Regions from separate parts of the Oryctolagus cuniculus genome. Here region 2 is linked to region 1. Evidence: chromatin contacts called from public Micro-C data. All regions are on one chromosome and are shown on one strand. The core of a region is the stretch at or near the end of the contact, and the rest is flanking DNA. Distances in the headings are between cores, read along the strand shown.

The links. Hi-C and Micro-C count contacts between places; a contact is called where the count stands out from the background.
Region 2: a contact with region 1 is called in a Micro-C map of ear pinna, with 6 times the contacts expected there. The contact joins the enhancer-like site here to the promoter of NXN in region 1. A contact is called at or near these places in 3 of 6 Hi-C or Micro-C datasets (ear pinna, skin fibroblasts and an unstated tissue).

Annotation. Positions count from the first base shown.
Region 1 is chr17:46,239,924-46,247,892 of mOryCun1.1, forward strand. It overlaps NXN (nucleoredoxin), which reads left to right and starts at 4,299. Exons shown (of 8, transcript XM_002718895.4): 1 at 4,299-4,801. The coding sequence starts at 4,436.
Region 2 is chr17:46,407,413-46,415,381 of mOryCun1.1, forward strand. MRM3 (mitochondrial rRNA methyltransferase 3) reads right to left here. Exons shown (of 4, transcript XM_017348913.3): 4 at 4,926-5,603. The coding sequence ends at 5,077. Among named protein-coding and RNA genes, the nearest start is that of MRM3, 8.8 kb to the right of the region's middle. Within about 2 kb of position 3,704, at least 1 of the 8 cell types and tissues checked has an H3K27ac peak or open chromatin away from gene starts, as enhancers often do. A contact at or near this core is called in ear pinna, where this site is marked.

The DNA.
Region 1 (7,969 bases), core at 3,049-5,548:
CAGTAGTAGCTGTCTACTATCTTTGTGCATGTGTGTGTGTGTGTCACTGTACCTGAAGACTGACTGTGACTTAGGCATTCTTTACATTTTTAAAAAGATTTATTTATCTAGGGGCCAGTGTTGTAGTGAAGCCTGCTGCGCCGGCATCCCATGTGGCTGTTGGATAGGGTCCCAGCTGCTCCACTTCTGATGCAGCCCCCTGCTGATGGCCTGGGAAAAGCAGCGGAGAATGACCCAAGTCCTTGGGCCCCTGCACCCACGTGGGAGAGTCGGAGGAGGCTCCTGGCTCCTGGCTTTGGCCTGGCCCAGCCCTGGCCATTGTGGCCTTCTGGGGAGTGAACCAGCGGATGGAAGATCTCTCTCTCTCTCTCTCTCTCTCTCTTTCTCTCTCTCTCTGTAACTCTGACTTCCAAATAAATCTTTTTTTAAAAAAGTGACAAGTATATGTTTTTCTCTGTATGTTTTGTATGCCATCATGTGCCTTAGAACGCAACTTCTCAGAAGACTCTGTATCATGACCGTCAGGCATGTCGTGGCTCCTGAGCACATATTTTAAAACAACAATAATTTTCAGAAGTGTAACTAGCTAAATACCAGCAGGGACAGTCTCTTTAAGTGCATCTCTTATACCACATACGCAGAGAGAGTACTCCCCACAAGTCAGAGGACACTGGTTAATTCCTTACAGGGAGCTGAATGAGTCTCGTTGGGCTTCTTCTTGCAACAAACACGCACTAGAATTATGATTTTGAATCCTTTCCATCGCAAATCCCTCTTTCCACACCCCTTTAGAAGGCAGCTGCAGCATTTGGCGTGTAACCAAGGCTGCTGCACCAACAATTCTCTAAGTTTTATTTATATTTCATGTGCAGTATGTTCGAACTCTCACTTTCCCAGGTGCCAGATGCTAGTTTGGACACACTCCAATAAGTGAAATGCTGAACACACCGCCTCTTTATGTCAGACTTGCACCCAGCATCCCCAAGGTAAGTACTCTAATAACGAGGTCACTATTTTCCCAAGTGTGCAGTCACCATGCTCCCTCTTCACCCACCTCCACACTACATCCCATGTCCTGTGGCTTCCATAGGATACATATACTTACATACATTCTTTATGAAAAAGAGGGGAGAGAGAGAGAGAGAGAGAGCGCTCCCAGCTACTGGTTCAGCCCCCAAATGGCTGCAACTCAGGAGCTGGAGCTGAATGTGGAACCCACGTACTCTGCAATTGGATGTGAGCATCTCAAGCACCAGGCTGAAAGCCCACCCCCTTTTAAATTTCTTTACTGTTCATTTGAGAGTGTCAGAATACAGGGATCCACCTGTCTAACATGCTGTCAGCAGTGCCTGTATGCACACTTTTTATGTAGCACTTAGAAAGCAGTAGTGCATCGTCCTGGCTCTACTCCCAACCCCAGCTGCTGGCTTCCTGCTAATGCATAGCCTGGGAAGCAGAGGTGATGGCTGAAGTAATGGGCCCGGGCCACCTGTGGGGGAGACCTGGATTCAGTTCCTGTCTCATGCCTTCAGCCACACCTAGCCCTGGCTGTTGCGGGCTCTGGGGAGTGAACCATTGAATAAAAGTTCTCTCTCTCTCTCTCTCTCTCTCTCTCTCTCTCTTTCTCTCTGCCTTTCAAATAAAAATAAATAATTTTAAAAAGAAAAATAAGTAAAAGATATTAAGATGATTTCACTAAAAAGGGATACTTTCTGCGTGCTTTATAATACTGTCTGTGAGTGGCACAGAATTTTGACATGACATTCTCAAAATTTAACATGGAATTTGACCTTGCTGTAAAGTAGGCATTTGGCATGGTGGTTAAGCTGCCACTGAGGATGCCCGCATCCTATGTCAGAGTGCCTGGGTTCATGGCCTGGCTCTGCTCCCAGTTCCTGCTTCCTGCTCATGTGCACCCTGGGGGGCAGCTGGTGACGGCTCGAGTACTTGGGTCCCTGCCACCCACCTGGGAGACCCAGACCAAGTTCATGTCTCCTGGCTTCAGCCTGGTGAAGCCCATGCTGTTGTGGACATGTGGGGTGTGAAATCAGTCATTTGGAGATTTCTCTGTCTCTAAATTAAAAAAATAGCTTTTTTTTTTTTTTAAACAGTCCCCAGTCAAATACTACTGGTGAAACGAGCTGGGTAATGAGGTACTAGGAAAGTGGATATCATGTGCAGAGATGGCCTGGCCACTGTTGGCTCCCATTTCCGTGTCTTTCCTCGGTCTATGTGGTAACATTTCCCTGAGCTGCAAAGCTGTGCGAGTCCTTGTTCCACCCTAGAAAAGTGAAAAACCTTAGGCACGAGTGTTCACCTTTTTTAAAAAAAGATTTATTTATTTATTTGAAGGAGTTACATAGAGAGAGGAGAGGCTGAAAGAGAGGGATATTTTCCATCCGCTGGTTCACTCCCCAAATGGCCACAAGGCGGGAGCTGCGCCAATCTGAAGCCAGGAGCCAGGAGCTTCTTCCAGTCTCCCATGCGGGTGCAGGGGCCCAAGGACTTGGGCCATCTTCTACTGCTTTCCCAGGCCATAGCAGAGAGCTGGACCGGAAGTGGAACAGCCAGGTCTTGAACCAGTGCCCATGTGGGATGCCAGCACCGCAGGCAATGGCTTAACCCACTATGCCACAGCGCCGGGACCACGAGTGTTTACCTTTATGCCAACTTACAGGCAGAAAGGAGCCTGGGACGTATGTTTGTGTGGGGAGAGCTGTTGTTTGTGCCTGGCTCCACCAGGGCCGGCATTTGCTCTCAGGCTGGGCTCTGGTAGGCCTGGTTTTCTCCCTCACTCCTTCCTTTAGATGGCAGTAGATGCCCAAGAAATACCTTCCCAAGCACTGATGGGGACTCGGTTTTTATTTGTTTTTGCTTTCACCCGGTGTTGGTATCTGAGCTGATCCACACCGACTTTGGGTGGGCGTTGTGTTCAGCTTTTTGAGTGTCTGTGGGGGAGGGGCGAAGACGTGCCACAGACCACCTGTTCAGTCGGGGTTCTCCCTAAGCGCCGGGCGCGTTTTGCCAGCTGGCGCGCACACACACACTTCCCTAGAATTTTTCTCAGCTACCTACAAACTTGATAGCAGCATTGGAGCTGAGTTAGGAGAGCAGCCAGCCCCGAGTTAGAGGTGCCACAGCATCTGCCGGCCCCGTTTGTGGAGATGGAAGAGAGTCCCTGGGGGGCGGGAGCAAGCCGCTGAAATCCTACATGGCTACCCGCGAGCAACCCACAGACGGTCCGGATTCTGCCCCTGCTGTGCCCAGCACCCTGTTAAAAGACCCACAGCGAACAGGAGGGCGCTTCCAAAAGTTCATGGGGAAACGGAATTAATTAAAGTGAATAAAGTTATTTCGGTACAAAATTCTTTGGAAATCCATGCCTAGTTTTTTCATAACACACATTTTTCCATGCAGTTAAAACAAGTTTTGTTGATTGGAGAGACCGAGAGAGCGCCCATCTGCTGGTTCACTCTCCAGATGCCCCGTGGGAGCCAGGAGCTTAACTGAGCTGTTCCACGAGGTGGCAAGGACCCAGTTACTGGAGCCATCACTGCTGCCTCCCAGGCTTTGCCTGAGCAGGAAGATGGAATCTGGACTGGAGCTGAGTATGGATCCCAGGTACTCCGGTGTGGGAAGCTGGGGTCTTACCTTCTAGGATAAACACCCCCCCCCCCCGGGAAGCTTTGGAAGACCCCAGCTATGCCTGGATTCCCAACATTTTTGCACCAAAATAAACTTATTTTTTCAGTTTCCACGAACTTTTTGAAGTACCCTAGTGCAAGATGTGGCATCCTCCAATCCACGTACAACAGAGAGCACAAGACATACATGCACAGGCAGTATGACCCAGCCTGATCAGCAACGAGAGAGAGAGAGAGAGAGAGAGAGAGATGTGTGTGTGTGTGGGGGGATATTCAGTGGGGCCTCAGGCTTTGGGCTGGGGAGCGGAGGGAAAGGAGCTAGGAGAAAGGGTGCAGAACTCGAGTGCGGGGCTGGGGGGAATCCTTGGAGAAGTGTGGTGGTGGTGGGCCTGAATTTAGGGCCGGGGAAGGGAGCGTAGACGTGGGGAAAAGACGGCCAAGTCCAGGTCCTTTCATCGCTCAGGTCCCGGGCATTCCTGTCAGAGGGGAGCCTTTCCCGTCAGGTCTGTACTCGGGGCGGCTTCCGCGCGCACTTCGGCCTGAAGGAGGGAGCCCGGCCGGCCGCCCCAGAGCCAGCTGCGGCGGACCCTGCCCCGGGGACCGCGGCCCCGGGCCGGCCGCGGAGGGGGCGTGGCGTGGGCGGGCCCAAGGGGGCGGGGCTCTGCGTTCCCTCGCGCCCGCCGCTGCCGCCGCCGCCGCTGCTGCCGCCGCCGCCTCCGCCCGCCGCGCGGACTGAGGGAGCGCGATCGCCGCCGCCTGCCGCCCGCGTGCCCGGGCTGCGGTGGGCCAGGATGTCGGGCTTCCTGGAGGAGCTGCTCGGCGAGAAGCTGGTGACGGGCGGCGGCGAAGAGGTGGACGTGCACTCGCTGGGCGCCCGCGGCATCTCGCTGCTCGGGCTCTACTTCGGCTGCAGCCTGAGCGCCCCCTGCGCGCAGCTCAGCGCCAGCCTGGCCGCCTTCTACGGCCGCCTGAGGGGCGACGCGGCGGCCGGGCCAGGGGCCGGGCCGGGGCCGGGGGCTGGCGCGGCCGCGGAGCCCGAGCCGCGGAGCCGCCTGGAGATCGTCTTCGTGTCCTCAGATCAGGACCAGAGGCAGTGGCAGGACTTCGTGCGGGACATGCCGTGGCTGGCGCTGCCCTACAAGGAGAAGCACAGAAAGGTGAGCGGCGCGGGCCTCGCCGGCGCCCCCGGCCTCGGGCCGCACTCCCGGGAGCCGGGCCCCAGCCTCCGGCGTGGCGCCCGCCTCCCCGCCTGCTGCTCTCTGCGCCCGCACCGTGTCCCCGCACCCCTGCGGGCTGGGGGCTCCCGCGGCAACTCCGCGGGGCGCGGGGCCGGGTTGCGCCCGCGCTGCCCAACTTTGACACCTCTCGGCCCCCCACCGCCCCAGGCCCGGGCTCACGTCCCCCTCGCCGAGGGGGCGGCCGTGCTGGGGGCTCCGACCCGGGGGCCCTCCGCCGCCAGCCCCTCCCCCCCCCCCCCCAGGAGAGGTGCCGGGAGGGGCCCCCTCTCTCGACCCCTGGACTCTCTGCGGATCCCTGTAGTGGGTGGGGGAGGGCGCTAGCCCCCTACCCACAATGCTCGAACCAGGAAGTTTCCTTTCTTTCCGAAAGAAATCTGCTTTCCTGGGGGGCCCTCCCCTTGTGACTGGGGACCTGGAGGCCGAGGCCGAGGTCAGACCGCCCCCAACCCTGCCGTGGGCAGGCAGCCGCCGGGGGTGGCCCGGGGCGAGGAGGGAGCTCGCTCCCTCTCGCTTCTTCCTCCTCCCGCGGCTATCCCCACCCCGGCTGAGTTAGGGGCCACCGGGGAGCTTTTCATTGTCTGACTGTCCAGCTCGCTCCCAGGCACTTGCCGCCCTCACTTTCGCGGTGGGCCGCCGTTGTCTTGGCATACTTCGCGTGAACTGCTGGGCTGATCCCATAGGGGCAGCAGGACTGGAGGAACGGGGATTTGGGGAGATTTATGCTTCGCTGTCAACTTCTCCGTCCTCCCGGTTTGCTGTTGAAATTAGTTTGGGTTTCTGAGTGCGTCTGTTGGATGAAGATGTCTGTTTTAATAAAACAAACCCAGGGGTGTTTGTCACGCATAGAAACAGAAAAGGGTTTGGAGCGGGCTTGCTTCAGGAGTGTGCCCGAGGCAGGGGTGTGAATCCAGACCCTTCCGTGTCTGAGGGGGTCTCAGTTTATGGAGTGGACAGAAGGGCTGCTCGGGCGTTTAGCTTCCTCTGGGGAGGATGGTAACGCATGCCATGTGTTTCTTTTACGTGTGTGGATCTTGTAGGGAAGCATGATTTAGATTTAGTGAGAGCAAAAGGCTTATGCTGGGACCCCAAATGTCTCGAGTAAATCATCCATCCCTAAGCGGGGAAAGTTACCGAATTGGGATTTAAAGTATGAAATACAGTGGAACAGATAGAGTTTGTGTATTTAACGTGGGAAGAACATGGGTTCCCTAACCACACAGAGGCAGGACTTGGCATTTTCACCACTTCTTAGATTATTCTACCCATGTTTGATTTATACGTGTGATAGGCTATGAATATACATGGCTAGTACTTTCTGTTTCCAAATATGCAAATTTTATGTGGTGGTTGTTTTATGATCCTTTTGAGTATAGAAAAAAAATTTTTTTCAATGTAATGGCGAGTTTCTGTTGTGGCCAAAATCTGTTTAAAATGATGTTCTTACTGGGCAATGCAAATAATTTCTAGCTTTTGAAAACATACAACGATGGTAAAATGTTGCAGCCTAAGGCCTATTGTGTTTTGTACAGAAGGGGAATGAATTGGCTGAATAGTTAGAATATGGAACAAATTGAGATGTTTTGCAAATGTTTAAAAAAAAGGAAAAAAAAAAGCTTTTTCTGAAAAAGAGAAATATTCGATACAAGTAGCACATGCCTGCTTCTCTGTGCCCTGGCCGGTCCCTTTGTATGCAAAGAAGTGTTGCGTGGTCCTAGCCTGGACCTGCCAGTACCGCTAGCTAGGAATAGACTCTGCATGATACAGCGCAGACTCATTCGAAAATACAGTGTAGAGTGCCGAACGTGCCTCAACCTTGGTGCCGGGGCTTCTGAGAAATTTTATATTTTGCACAGAATGTTTCTGACTCACATCCTACGGTTCACTTTGTGCCCTAAAACTGGTCGGTTTTTGGGGTGGCTTCTGCCCCTCCATGTTCCTGAACAGGGGGACTCCACATCGGATCCCAGAAACACGCCCAGGGGTGTGCACCAGGTGAAAAGCCTCCTCTGTGCTTGCTAAGGAAAACATACTCTTGGAAGTTACAAAAGCCATGTCCGCACTCTGGAAGGGAAACACGGAGGAGACAGCGTGTCCTTTTCTGTAACTGGCAGTTTTGGGCTCTCTTGTTCCACACTGGAGTGGATAGGAGTCTGTGAGTTTGTGATGCCAGTTTCACCTTAAGAACAGTGAGCAGTCGGAGCACCCCCAGTGCAGGGCCCCGGATGGATGAACACTTCACTCCTTGTGGACAGACTCTGTTTTTTTTTACCATCTATAAAAATAACTTTAAAGAAGGGAATTTTGTTTTACAACTGAAGGAAAAGCAAAGATCCAGATTACTTTTTAAAGTTCTCATTAACATTTGTTCTCTCAAACCATTTGTGTACTTCTTCCCATTGGGATAACGAAGGATATGGTTCTGATTAGTTATTGGCTGGCATTTCTCTAAAGAAAATTGAAAAATTATGGTGGGGAAAGAAAATGCTGTGTGGTATGTCTTTTTTTTCTTCTTCTTTTATTAATTTCTGCTTTACAGAGTAAGAAAGTCTGGGGATGACCATATATGCTAAGCCTGCATTTTGCCTGGCTCCTCTCACCTTGATTGGAGCTGTGAGGAAAAAATAAATAATTCCAGTATCTTCTTTTTTTAAATTATGGAAGATTGTCCTGTTTCTGCTTGTTTCAGCGGTAGGTACTAAAGTCATTGAAACTTTTTTTTCTTTTTGGCTTCCAGCACACACACCTTATTACACAGCTGTATAGAAATTGTAATTAGATGATAGTAGAACTTTGAGTGCATTTGTAAGAGCACTTATGCCAGGAAACCTGTAATCCTGAAGTTCAGGCAGTTAGACTTGTTTTAATAAGTAGCTTGGTAGATGTTATTCACGTTGCTGAAGAGAGAGAATGTGATGAAGAGTTGCAAGGTGGTGAAGATCTGGTCTTTTAGGATTTGGTTGTTCCTTTAGGTCAGTGTAAGTTACTCAATTGCTGAAACCGGAGAGTCTGTCTCCAGGGTCCATGTTGGCATTTTAGAGGTGAGCCTGGTTTTGGTTTTAAAGCCACAGGTCTCAGCTTTGCCTGGCC
Region 2 (7,969 bases), core at 2,454-4,953, 170 kb after region 1:
CCGGGCCTGGGCCGGACGGACTCCGGGATACAAGCTGAGGCTGACGGCCCTTAGAACGTGGGCAGGGTTTCTGTGTCCTATCCTAGGACTGCCTCGGGGAAAGGTGATCCCAGGTCTCTGGGAGCAGACAGTCCAGCGGGTTGCCACGGGAAAAGTAGGTCACCTGTGAGCCTGGGGGCTGTCCTGGGCTGGCTGTTCTGAGCTGCACGTAGTTGGATCCCGGCCGCCAGGAGTGCCCTTTTAGGGTGCACGTGGAGGGCTGAGGCCCCCGTGGCGGCTGCTGTGGGGAGGGCCCCTTTCTCCATGGTGCAGAGCAAACGGGCGACAGGGCAGCTCCGGAATCCCTCCCAGCCAGCCCTGCTAACTGGAAGCAGCTCCCGACACCAGCAGCAAGGGGAGCCATGCCCTGCAGGTGGAGGCAGGAGGGGGGCTGTAAAAACGGCGTGCTGGGCTCCCAGAGCTGTGCGCCCCACGACGACTTCCAGATCCCTCTCCTTCGCACGACGGAGAGGAGACGGCTTTTTTCCCCTACCTGTCTCCCCATGTTAAAGATCTGTTTAAGGAAAGGGGGCTGTGTTTGGGATTGCTGTGTCCAGTGGGCAGACGGAAGCCAGCTGCTTTCCCAGGAGCAAGGTGGCTTCCTGCTATCGCTCCCCAACCCCCATGTGTCCCGGAACTCAGTGGCTATCACTTACTGAGCAGAAGGAGCCAGCCCTGCTTTTTGGCATCAGGCTAGCTTCAAGTGGTGGTTTCCAGGCAGATTTTGTTTTTTCCTGTTGCCTGGTTGAAGACATGAAAAAGCTGTTCCGCCTCCTGCTGCCTGGTTCCAGGGCCACACGTGGAATCCAGCCATGGTGCAGACGGCAGGGTATGGCCCGGGAACCCATCGGCGGGACCTTCAGGGTCCCCGCACAGGAGCGCTGCACGTGTGGGACCGAGTATGGGTCCCACGTGCTCCAATCCCACAGGTGCCTTCTGCTCTTGCCACCTCCCGGCCTTCCTGGCAGGCCCACACTTGCCCCACAGGACTGCACACAGTGGGAAGCAGGATGGACGGCGAGGCTCAGGAGGGCCCCTGCACTGCTTTCCAGGGCCCCAGGGTGGACCTGGGGATGCTGAGCCCGAGATCTTTCCAGGTTGCCCCTGGGCCGGTGTTGAAGTGAGCACCTTACCTAATCCCTCGCTGCAGCCGCCAGCAAGGACGAGAGCACACCTTGTGGCCTCCCCGGGAAACTGCAGGTTCGGGGACAGTCACAGCTGTGTGCTTCGTTATTCGTGCTAGTGGTCTGTGAGCCTGTACAAAGGTAAGTATTTCCTAGGACCCAAAAGCCGGGTGGAGGAGATTCTCATGTTGGCTATTTCTTTTTACAAAAAAAAAAAAAAAAAAAAAAATTGAAAGAGTTACAAAGAAAGGGAGAGATGGAGCTTCCATCCACTGGTTCACTCCTCAAGTGGCCGCAGCCAGGAGCTTCATCTGAGTCTTCCACGTGGGTGCAGGGGCCCAAGCACTTGGGCCGCCATCTACTGCTTTCCCAGGCACATTAGCAGGGAGCTGGATGGGAAGTAGAGCAGCCAGGACCTGAGCCGGTGCCCAAATGGGATGCTGTCATCACAGGTGGTGGCTTTACCCCTAAACTGCACCAGCCCCTGGTTCTGCCTTATGTCTAGGATTCCCCCTTCTATGGGGCAAGCATGACGAAGATGGCCTAGGTGTGCCTTGTATGTCAAAGTGCAAAGATGAGCGAGTGTGCCAGCTGTCAGGGGGCTGCCACCTGGCATTCTGGAGTACTTCCAGGGCAAGGGAAGATGTGAGTAGGACTGGGTGGTACTCATTCTGCAGCACTGTTGAATTCTCAGTAACTAATGTGGCAGCCTGTGAAAGCCTCCGTCCCTGAGTCATGGGAGAGGCCAGGTTGAGTCCCAGGCACCTGGCTTTGGCCTGCCCAGCCTGGGCTGTTCCAGACACTTGGGAAGTGAACCAGTACAAAGAGGATTGATCTATTTTCTATATATACATATGTGTATGTGTGTGTATCTATTCTATCTTGTCTGCCTTCCGAGTAAACAAGAGTTTAAAAAAAACAGACATTTAAAATCTCCTGTGGTCATCAGAGGACATGTAGGTCCCAGCTATGAGGAATCAGGGGCCGCCCTACAGGCCTGCGGTCATGGCGCCTGCCTTCGGAGGCCGGCATCCACTCCTTCTGCCCAGCACTCTGAGGAAGCCGCAGCTTTGGTCGTGGCCCTGGCCCACCTCAACTCTGAGACTGCGACAGGTGGCTCTGCCCAAGTGAGCAATCGGGACTCCCGACGCCGAACGCACTGTAAAGAGAGAACAGTCTCTTTGTGACACCTGACACTCGGCCCCCTGGCTGCTGAGCCTCGGCCGTGCATCCCCAGGTGCGCCGCGAGGACTGCTCGGCTGTGTAGACTTGAAGTCATCCAGAGTGAGAAGCTGGCTCAGCCGCTGATGTGGCTTCCAGCTTGTTACCTTACTACGCTCACTGATGGAAGCAGAGGAGGTAGCACGTTGGGGTTTATAAGCAGCACCACGCTTTCTCCACACACACAGGTGAGCCCACCTCAGGCCTGCTCCAAGGGGAGGCAGCCGCCAAGAGGAGAGTCCCGGCCGTGCGGCAGGTTTCCCAGCAGGCACGGCAGGCCCTCCCACGCTGTTCCTGGGCTGTTTAGAGCTCAGCTGTGTGGCAGGACACGGGAGGCTGCAGGGAACCCTGGAGCGGACGGCAGGTCCCCTGAGGCCTGTTCCTCCTTGGGTTCTAAGCAGGGCCCAGTACCCATGGCTGGATCAAGGGCAAAGCGCGGTGCTGAAGGGCGCTGCGGGGGCCTCCCAGCAGGAGCTCCAGGCACCAGGGGAAACAGGGCACGGTCTTCCTGCCTTGGCCACCCCATGTCCTGATGCTCTGCTGCAGTGACTTTTGCTTCTGCCAAGACGTGGGACAGTCTGCGCGGCATCCCCCTTTCACGCCTCTGGGCACAGGCTTGCATCCTTCCCATTTTTCAACTTAAATCCAGGAAAGTCCTCACCCCTCCCTGCAGCACTGAGAGTGGGTTTTGAGGCGTGGCTGCCACCTTGTGGCAGAAACTGGCATCACCGCTCTGCTTCCACACAAAGGCGAGGGGCCTGGCCAACTCTCACCGTTTCTCAGCCAAGCAGTGTTTTTCCTGTCATACACAGCTCAGTTTTTATTGCTGTTTACTGGGAAAATAACACATTTTGGCCTCAAAACAGAAGAATCCAAGATGGTGACTTTGCAGTATCACCATGCAAATAAGGACTTCACCGCCCCTTGGTCACTTAAAAACAAAGGACACCGGCCTCCCCGGCCCGTGTTGCGCCCACGGTCTGCCAGGCTGAGGCCCGTGACTGGACGTCACTTATTTTCTCTCATTCCCAGGGTGATCAGGTGGACTTGGAGTGACTGGCTAGTATTCCGCACCACTGTTTCTGTAAACAGGATAAGGTGTACGTCCTACTCTTTGTTTTTGTTTTGTGAGGAAAGCTGTCAGGGATACAAATGACAGGGCTGCTTTCATGCTGCAGGCGTGAGCTGCCTTTCGGTGACCTGTTTCTCAGCGCTTCCCCAAGGCGCTGAGGGAGACCAGATGTCCCCGGACTTGTGTGGCGTGGGTTCCCGTGAAGCTGTGCTTCAGCCTCTGTGCAGCGCAAAGGCTGGGGTCAGCTGCCTTTTAAAGAGCTGACCGGGGCACAGGGTTTGAGGACAGACCACAGGCCACTTGTGTGGGCCCCTAGGCAGGCCTGGGCCAGAACGAGGCACCAGTGCTTCAGCCAGGAGGCTGCCACCCGAGCATCCACCTTGCAACTCCACCCCGGCCCTGAGGTGCGCTCAGGACAGTTTACTGGGGAGCCGGGGGAGCTAGGGGAGTGTCGAGGGAAGGAAGAAGGAAGGGCGTCCACGGGTCCTCACGAGTCCGTAAGGCATCTCCCCAGAAGGAGTAGCTCAAGGGCTCCCACAGAACGTGGACCACTCCAGGAGCCCGGGACGGAAGGGCTGTGGTAGAGCCACTTCTGCCACCCTCCACTCCAGCGTCTCCAACCCCACCCTCTGCGGGTGTGAGGCAGTGCCTGAAACCAGGCCTGTGCTCCCCCTGCCCACCCCCTTCCCGCTCATGAGTATGCTCGCAGCCTGGCTGCCTCCTGGCTGGCACCTGGGAAGTAGGGTTCCAGCCTGCCCTGGTCCCCCGGGCTGTGAGACGAGCAGGGCTTGCAGCAGTGTTGCGGGCCCAAGGACCCAAGCGGGCATCCTCAGAACCTCCGCTCCCCGCTCCCCGCAGCCTGGGCCCCAGCGCCTTCCCCAGCGCTCTGTCCCGCTGTGAGCAGTGGCTGCACCCAGCCCGGCCTGTCACACAGCCATGGGCCGCAGGCGGCGTGCTCCCGACAGATGGGGGCGGTGCGAAGATTTTAAACGCGGCTCCTTCTTTCCCACATAAGCGGCCCTTACGGGGAGAAACGCACAGCAACAGTGGCTGTTTCTGTGAAGGCCTGGACAAACAGTCCCAGAGACAGGACCGCCGCTGCTGGCCGGCGTGAAGCAGTGACTCTTGGCAAGGCTTCCCCACTGTGCCAAAACGGAGCCAGGCACGGAAACCTGAGCTCGCCGGCCTTCCCTGGGAACGCGCCGCTTCTGCACGTCTCGGGCCGGATCTCCCAGGCCGAAGAGCCGGAGGGACGCTCTCACGACTGCAAAGCATCCGCCAGCGGGTAGGGGCTCCCTCCCTGCTCAAGAGGACGCCTCAGGAAGTGTCTGGGCAAGAGCGCCCCTCAGCGGTGATCTCTCACAACATCCATCTGAGGGGCTATGAGGCTCATCTGCGGGTGCTGCCACCGGAGGAGGAGCGCCCAAAGCTGATGGAGACGGGGATCTCGGGAGTGCTGACCCGGGTTATTTTTGAGGAACTCATGGAGATGTTTATTTTTCCCAATAGCCGCACAGTGAACGCTACCTTACCTACTTCTTGCCTCTCGAACGTGGCCTGGGGAGCCATAGCCACCCGCTCTGCCGGCCTCCTCAGGGTGGGCTGGGCGGAAGTCCCCTGTCAGTGGTAACTCTGGCTCCTGCTCCCGAGTTCCGCCCTCGCCCGCAGCTGCCGCTTCCCCTCAAACAGCAGGATGCTTGCGGCCATGGCCGAGTTGAGGCTGTCCACACCGGGCACGACGGGGATCAGCAGCCTCTTGCCCCCAGTGCGCTCCGCCAGCCACAGGGACTCCAGGCTCACGCCGTGGGTCTCCCCACCTATCACCACAGCTGCTGGGGCCTCTGTCCAGTCCAAGTCGTAACTCTGGACTTCAAGTTCAGGGAGCCAGCCTTTACCGGCTCCACTTTCTAGCTCCTCCACCTCCTCCTTGGACTTGTGAAATTTGAGGAAGCGAGGATCACACACACCGGCTTTATCAGATGCGTGGGCCTGGGCATAGAGGCCACAGTTGTCGGCCACGTAGACACGGGTGTTGGGGGGCAGGTGCTCCGGCACGGCTTCCCACTCCAGGTTGTTGATAACAGGCACCTGGAAGTGCGCACCCATACCTGCCCGCAGCACTTTGGGCTCCCAGGCATCCACACAGCCTAGAAAAGAAAAACACAGAATTTTACAGACCTGCCCGGACCGGAGAACTCGTGTAAATCCAGGCGATTCTGATGGGTGGTAAAGAACGAGCTCCCGGACCTTCTGGCCCACGTGCGGCCGTGCCCTGCGCAGGGCCTACAGGGCTGACCCCTGCCTCTGCTGAGAGCAGACTTTCTGTACGCAGCGCCACACCTCGCACAGGGGATGCAAACGGAAGGAACACACAGCCCAGGGGCCAGCGCTGTGGCCTGCAACGCTGCATCCCTTACAGTCCCCGCGGCTCCACTTCTGAATCCACTCCGTGTGGACGGCCTGGGAAAATCTGGGGAAGATGGCCCAAGTGTTTGGGCCTCTGACACCAACGTGGGAGACCCTGATGAAGCTCCTGGCTTCCGCTGGGCTCAGCACTGGCCACTGCGGCCATCTGGGCAGTGAATCTCTCTCTGTAGCTCTGGCTTTCAAATAAATCTAAAAAACAAAGTCCCCAACCTCAAGGGACTCATGACGGAGCGGGCGGCGGTATCAGGCTCGTGTATACAGGCCGCTCGCTGAAGCTGAGGCACAAGATCATGAGCAGGTCACGGAACACCCTTGCACGGAGCAGGCTACGAGGCACAGCCAGCTACGAGACCCAGCGCTGAGCGGGCTCGTGAAGCACTGAGGATCCGGTCAGAGGCAGGCCCAGGCAGAGGGCGAACCTGGAGGCCAAAGAGCCCCAGTGTGTAGGATCCGCGGGGCGGTGAGCAGGCCTGCTGGCAGGCAGGAGCTGGGAGGCTGGCCTGGCGAAGCCACAGAAGGCTTTTCAGCCCAGCAGGACCGAGTTCTGCGGGAAGAAGCCCCGGACGGCGGCAGGGAAGACAGCAGAGATGGGAAGTGAGGCCGCAGTGCAGTGCCGTGCTCCAGGGACTGGAGCCCAGCAGCAGCCCTGCCACTCACACGCAACCCGCTTCTCCTGCCACCTGTGCGGGCCACAGACCCCTCTCATCCGCTAGGCGCGCCCACTGCTGGGCGCCGGCTGGGGGCAGGACACCTGTGAGCGCACCACTCACCTACTTCCTTCCCCGACTCCATCCCACCCGTCTCCTCAGGACAAGTTATTTTTAAAGTTAGCTTATCAAGCTCAGGAGAGATGAGCTAGGCAAGGCGGATCTAGGAAGGAGGGTAACAGAGAATGAAGCAGGCCCGCACACACCCCAGCCATGGGCTTTCTACCAGGCAGGGACGGGAGATGGCAGCTGGGCTGGAGGCCGACAGGTGAGGGGCAAGGCCCAGATCTGCGGGAGGCGCCCTCTAGTCTGGGTAACAGGGAGAGGGCAGCCATCGCCCCTCCTCCCCCTCACATCCTTGATGCTGGGCACATGCCAAGTGCCTCCTACCCTTTCTCCCCCGCCTCTCACGTGCCAGCCCCCACGATCCTTGTGCCCACACCTGCTATCACAGCACTCAACAATGGGCTGAGGAGCGTGGTACTGACCATGGCAGGGAGAGGTAAGCACCGAGGTGTGCCTGGAAGAGGCGCACAGAGCCATGCAGGCAAGTCTCAGCAGTGGCAGCAGGCGGAACGGTCGGCCCCTCCCATCCGCCTTCAGGGTGTCCTAACAGGCACTTCAGGCCTGTCCCAGCTGCCAGGCAGGTCCGTGCAGAGCCAGGCTATTAATCTGCTGTCCTGATGGAAGAGGAAGAAATGTAGCAAGGCTCACATGCAGGCAGAGGCGCACGGCGGCCAGGAGGCCAAAGGAAAGGATTCCATTTGTGTCATGGTCTGCCGACCTCACTTCCTCCACAGGACCCAGAAGTCAGGAGCACGTAGGCCTCACCTACCTCTGGGACCACAAGATCCATAAAGGACCTGATGGCATCTATGTCTTTCCCCTGAATGACTTTCATTCTTCACTAACCTACCAGGTTTCAAAATGATTTTTAAAAGTAATAAACATTGGGGTCGGTGCTGGGCTCACTTGGTTAATCCTCCGCCTGCGGCACCGGCATCCCATATGGGCACTGGTTCTAGTCCTGGTTGCTCCTTTTCCAGTCCAGCTCTCTGCTGTGGCCCCGGAGGGCAGTGGAGGATGGCCCAAGTGTTTGGGCCCTGCACCCCATGGGAGACCAGGAGGAAGCACCTGGCTCCTGGCTTCGGATTGGCGCAGGGCGCCAGCCGTAGCAGCCATTTGGGGAGTGAACCAACAGAAGGAAGACCTTTCTCTCTCTCTCTCTCACTGTCTGACTCTGCCTGTCGAAAAAAAAAAAAAAAAGTAATAAACAGTCACAGAATTACTGATACAGCAGGCACGCTGCAAAATGCTTTGTTCAGCATTTCACCGAATCCTGAAAACAACCCTACAAGGGAGATTCTGTTACTCTCATT